Linked DNA regions of Gossypium hirsutum: region 1 is linked to region 2. The links are chromatin contacts, called in public Hi-C maps. All regions are on one chromosome and are shown on one strand. The core of a region is the stretch at or near the end of the contact, and the rest is flanking DNA. Distances in the headings are between cores, read along the strand shown. Region 1 holds the start of LOC107934229 (F-box/kelch-repeat protein At1g74510). Region 2 has its middle 9.0 kb from the start of LOC121203832.

Region 1 (2,700 bases), core at 117-2,616, 35 kb before region 2:
AATTTTAGAACTTGGTCAAGTTGCTATTTAATAACCTCTAATTAATAATCTAATGCAATTTCATGCTTGAAACTTCTAGAACACAGGTTTTACAACTTATTCAATTTAGTCCCTAAAGTCGAATTGGACATCTTAAGCATAGAATTTCTTCATGAAAATTTCACACACGTATGCAGTCATGTCATAGATCATCAAATAATCATAAAATAATTATTTTCATTTTGAATTTGTTGTTTCAAAACCACTGTTCCAACTAGACCCTAATTCGGGATGTTACTTGGTCACCACTTGCATCAGCCGCAACAAACACCTCTATCAACTATTGCCAATGGATCCAAAAAGCATCAGCAACCTGAATGACTGATGCAACAACCACATCTTCCCTTTTCCAAACAAAGTAATTGCGATTAGACCATATCATCTAAGAAAGCATCAATACATGTTGTAGATGCTTAAGAGTTGCCAAGTCAATAAGCTTGCAAAATATGTCAATCATTATTGATTGACTGGATGAAAAACCAACTGCACTCCAAATTGCTTGCGCATATAGACAAAGAGCAAAATGTGATCCATACTTTCAGCCTCACCACATCAGTTACATGAGGAAAATAACAAAATACCCTTCTCATTCAAACGAACTTGTGTAGGTAAAAAGTGCTTCAGACAACACCAAACAAAGTCCTTTAACCTTTAACGGAATCTTACATCGTCATAGCTTTGTCCAAATTGTGTTCTCATCCAATAACGATTGATACGATTGATCCAACCACATATCAAGAGCAACACAGTATGCCGACCTTACACTATATTTGCCATTTGAACTAAAATGCCATATCATCCGATCCATTATTGGAGAGTAGCTAATCGGGACTTGAAAAACACGTTTTGTAAAAAGAGATTTTAAGTGTGTATAATGAGATTTAAATCATTATTTGTATGATGCTTAAGATTAATAGCAAGAGATCTAGATCCTAAGTGTGTGAGATGGGACTTAAATAACTATTTGTAAGATGTTTAAAAAAATAGATTATCTCTCTGAGTAAAAGAATCGCATAAATAACTTGATTGTGTTTTTATTTGATCCAATAGCCTTCCGTAGAATAGATTTGGTAAATACTAATAACTCTCGGATAGAGAATTAAAATAAAAAAATCCATTAAATAATGAACTATTGGCTCTAAGCCATCTCTGATGATGAATTATGATGAATTAATAATTTAAAGTAATTTTTCTTTTACTTATTCTTGATAAATCAACATTTATATATAGATATAGGAGGATCTATAGTTACGGCACTGCTCTCTTGTATTTGCATGTTTCGACTGATTTCTTGACTACTGTCGTTAGCTTCGGGTTGATCCTTCGGATTTATATGGAGGTTAGTTTACTTCCCAACAAAAACAAAACTGAAAAAGAGAAAGGGAAATAGAAAGAGAGGATGAAAAAAGTGAGAGAGAAGAAATAAAGGAAGAGCCACGCACGCACGCAAGGAGTGTACTTGTCCAAAGCGTGGGTTGGAGTTGAAACACGTGCAGAAACGGCCGTTAGCGGTTTCGAATTGTCGACCTTGGGTTTGGGTTGATTTGGCGTTGGGGCCGCAATTTTTAAACGGCGACTCCCTCTTCCTTAGCCGTTGTAGACCCCATATTTCTTTCCCTTTCTGTTAAATGAATATTATATATTATTTAAGTTTTAATCCTTTTTTTCCTTTTACCTATGTGAATCCACTTCCCTTAACCCCTTTTTTTTATATAACCTCTCTCTCTCTCTCGCAAAGCGAATATAAACTATTATCTGCTATTCTTTGTGAGAGATAATCTGCAGCAAATTGAGTTTTTATTTATTTAATTTTTTGTTAATCTGATTTTCAGAGAGAATCGGAGGGCAACAAGCTAAAATCTTCATTCTTTCTTATCCAATTTGTAAGACATTTTTCTCATTCTCTTTTACGATGGCTTCTTGGTTCTTTTTCTTCTTTTTTCTCATTTTCATTGTTAAAGCTTATGGGTTTTTATTTATTTATGCTACCTTTTTTTATTTCCTTTCTGGGTAGTGGTCATTTTTTTTGAAATAAAGGTGATTTTTTTAATGTCTAATTGTATTGATTTCAGTGAAGGGTAGATCTTTGTTTTGGCCTTTTTGGAGCCAAATTTAGATTTGGTTTCCACTGCTGATTTGATGAAAACTGTAACATGTGATTGCCTCTTAATGAATTTCTCTGCTTTTCTGTACTTCTTATCTTTTCATGTCTCCGTAGTCCCCATAGGTGTGAATTGAAAAGATCTGAATTCTAGATAATTATCATTGCTTACTAATGTGGTGGAGTTCAGCTTTGCTTATGAGTACTAAATGTTTTGTGTATTTGTTTATTAATTTATTAAATATTCTTGGTTTTGATTACAAGATTGTTCTTATTATGCAAGTTGTTTCAGATGATAAACAAGACTTATGATCTATCATTCTTGAAAATGGTTGCATTGTTTTGTCTTTGTCTTTTGTTAGTTATGATCCTTCTTAGTTTTGGGTTGATAGAACTGTCCTATTCTTTGTCTTTTAAATTGAGTTCTTTTTGGAATTCCTTGTGCTACATACGAATAGGGTTTTGTGAGATATTCAGCTGTTAGTTTCTACAGGAACTACACATTCATTTACTTATTGGATTTTATGGAATTTTATGATATCTGAAATCACAATTTGTGA
Region 2 (3,031 bases), core at 10-2,509:
ATGATACTTCTTTTGGTGAAGATAGAGAAAATGAATAAGTTGATTATACTGGAAAACCCATTTTATTTTTCACTATGATTATGGTCTCAAACTTACGTATGAGGTTTATGAAGCATCTTTTTCCGATATTATGAAACTTGAATTCGGGACCACATAGCACTATCAACTAGGCTCCTGGGTTATACTCCAACTCGTGACTGCATAACCACCGTCAATTAGGAGTTATAGTTATACTTCAACCCGTGACCGTATAAGCATCTTGAGCTCAGATTCTGAGTTGCAATGCGATAGGCTTCTAAGGTGATGGTTCCATCTCGACATGATAGATAAAATATATGGGTCTCCAAGTGCTATCGCATCATCGTGAACTCAAATATATCTCAAAACTATCACAATCACCAAAAAAAAAATGGAGAGAAACGAAAAACATGTCTAGTAGAGCATGCTTTTTGCCACCTAAGTTGAAAATACATTTCTCTCCCAAATCAGTCTATTTCCCTAAATATCACAAAAATGACCTAAAACTCAATTTTTTTTCAAGTTAGACATATGCTTCAAATTTAACCAATTATTTCTTAATAATTTATTTTTTTTATTTCCATTTACATGAAAATTTAACTTTATCATCCTTTATGAGAATCACTTTTCGAAAAAAAATCATTTTTTGAAATTAAATATTAAAATCACAATTCAATTAATTAAATTATTGAAAAATGAGAAGTTTCTAACGTACCAAATCCCCTCTAATACTTTTGATTCTATTTATTATTACCGATCGACCTCCCGCTGTCTTTTTTTCGCCTTTGCTTGCTAGTCTAATTCCTTGCTTGTCCTCGTTCCCCCCCCCCCCCCAAAAAAAAAAAAGAAATCTATTAAAATTTTCATATTTTTCTCTGTATATTGATCCTCTGTTTTCTTGGTGGGGATTTTTTTTCGGAGAAACGAAGAAATTAAGATCATCCAAGCTAGACAAATAGAACAGGTTCAACATGTTCATTTCATTGACAAAACAACGATTTGTTCAGATTCTAATAATTGTTGGTTTCTTGTACATAGTATTGGTCAGTGTCGAGATCCCGTTCGTGTTCTTAACCGAGTTCGGTAGTTTGTCTCAAGAATCGTTTACTCGGCTTCCCGGACTATCCCGCGAGGTTAATGTTCAAGAAAAAGACTCCCCGATTCGTCCCGTGAATTGGGTTTCCAAAAGCTCCCCTCCCCCAGCTCAATTTCTACATCATCGTCGACAACTCAAATATCAGGGTCGGTTCATTTCCAATTTGTCTTTTGATGCCAAAACCTTCGACCCGACTACCAAAGACAGGTCTTTGGAGCTCCATAAGTCTGCAAAATTCGCTTGGGAACTAGGGAGAAAGCTCTGGGAAGAACTCGAATCAAGGAATTTTGTAATTGACTCTACCGAGAACGTTAACAATGGATCCGAACGGTGTCCGCATTTAGTTTCTTTATCAGCGTCGGAGTTTTTGGACCATGGCAACGTCATGGAGCTGCCTTGCGGGCTTACTTTAGGGTCTTACGTAACGGTAGTGGGGAAACCGAGAGGAGCACATCCGAGGACGAAATCAAAAGTTGCTTTTTCGCAGTTTATCATGGAACTGCAGGGTTTGAGGACGGTGGACGGGGAGGAACCACCGCGAATTCTTCATTTTAATCCCAGGTTGAAAGGGGATTGGAATAGGAAGCCGGTGATTGAGCTAAACACATGTTTTAGGATGCAGTGGGGATCTGCTTTACTTTGTGAAGGGTGGAAATCTGAGGCTTATGATGAGACTGGTGATTTCACTTCTCTCTTTTTCTTTTTTAGTTTTTACTTGATTCAACTTGTATTTCAGTAACTTGCTTAGAGATGAAGTTTTTAGTAGTGTTTAGCTTAATAGATTGTTATTTTGTACTTGCAACTCATAGGAAACTGAATTGATTCACATACTAATAGGGGGAGAATTGGTTTTCATGATCAAAAGAATTTTGTTGAATTTGCTTTTTCAGTATTTGATTCTTACTTTGTTGATAGTTTGTAACATTTACCTTCTTGAAACTAGGAAATATTTTGTAAAGACCAGGTTTTAGGATTCGCTTACATCAAAGGTATTGTCCTCTTTAAGCATCCATCGGTCCTTCAAGAATTTGTCACATACAATGCAGGTGCACCTTCCATCAAACCAATCTAAGGTGATGTGGGGAAGACATCCTGGAACCTCGTTGTTACATATTTAATTCGTCTAGCGTTGTTTATTTTCTTAGAATTTTATGAATAGAATAATTATTTGGTCGTGGGCTGTGTCTAGAATTACCATATCGAACGGAAGTTCTTTGTCAATTCATTCATTAGAATTACATGATGAAAGGATAAGTTGCTATGTTGATTTGTAAATACAATTCCCGAATGTGTTTTTTCCTCTTCTGTTTTTTTTTTTAATTGCTGGATCATGGCATGCATGCTGGTGATATTTGAGTTTTGCTATTGCTTGTGACTTGTGATATTATAGTTAGCATGTTCGACTTATTCTGCTGTGAGGAAATATTAGTTTGCTGGGATTTGCTTTTTAAAATATCCTTTCCAAATTTGATGGGGGTTCCACTTTTAATTGGGTTTAATCAAAATATAGGCTATTTATGCATGCATATTAGAAGCAAACGGGAATCTTTAAACTCAAATTAAGTATCAAGGAGTTGTACTCTTGTGTCTGGGGGGCTGTAGATTGCCCACAAAACCTTTTTAAAACCTATTATATTTGTTCTGCAATTAAATCATATACCTTCTGTGTAGACCTTTTCTTTTTTTCATATTTGTTTGTATTGGTCTTCTTTATTTTCACAATTCATTTTCATGGCACAGAAGTGTTTACTTCTTTATATCTGCAGTTGATGGTGAGGTCAAGTGTGAGAAGTGGATTCGAGATGATAATAATTTCTCTGATGAGTCTAAGCTAACATGGTGGTTGCAACGATTAGTAGGCCAAAAAAAAGTTTGACTGTTAACTGGCCCTTTCCATTTGCTGAGAACAAACTTTTT

The links. A called contact is a pair of places that touch in the nucleus more often than the background predicts.
Region 1: a Hi-C map of fibers shows a contact between it and region 2, with 1.8 times the contacts expected there. The contact joins the promoter of LOC107934229 here to the enhancer-like site in region 2. A contact is called at or near these places in 6 of 34 Hi-C or Micro-C datasets (callus, cotyledon, fibers and 2 more).

Annotation. Positions count from the first base shown.
Region 1 is chrA07:10,042,425-10,045,124 of Gossypium_hirsutum_v2.1, reverse strand. LOC107934229 (F-box/kelch-repeat protein At1g74510) reads left to right here and starts at 1,366. Exons shown (of 5, transcript XR_005930314.1): 1 at 1,366-1,922.
Region 2 is chrA07:10,006,534-10,009,564 of Gossypium_hirsutum_v2.1, reverse strand. It overlaps the pseudogene LOC107934241. Among protein-coding and RNA genes, the nearest start is that of LOC121203832, 9.0 kb to the left of the region's middle. Within about 2 kb of position 1,259, at least 6 of the 9 cell types and tissues checked have an H3K27ac peak or open chromatin away from gene starts, as enhancers often do. A contact at or near this core is called in cotyledon and fibers, where this site is marked.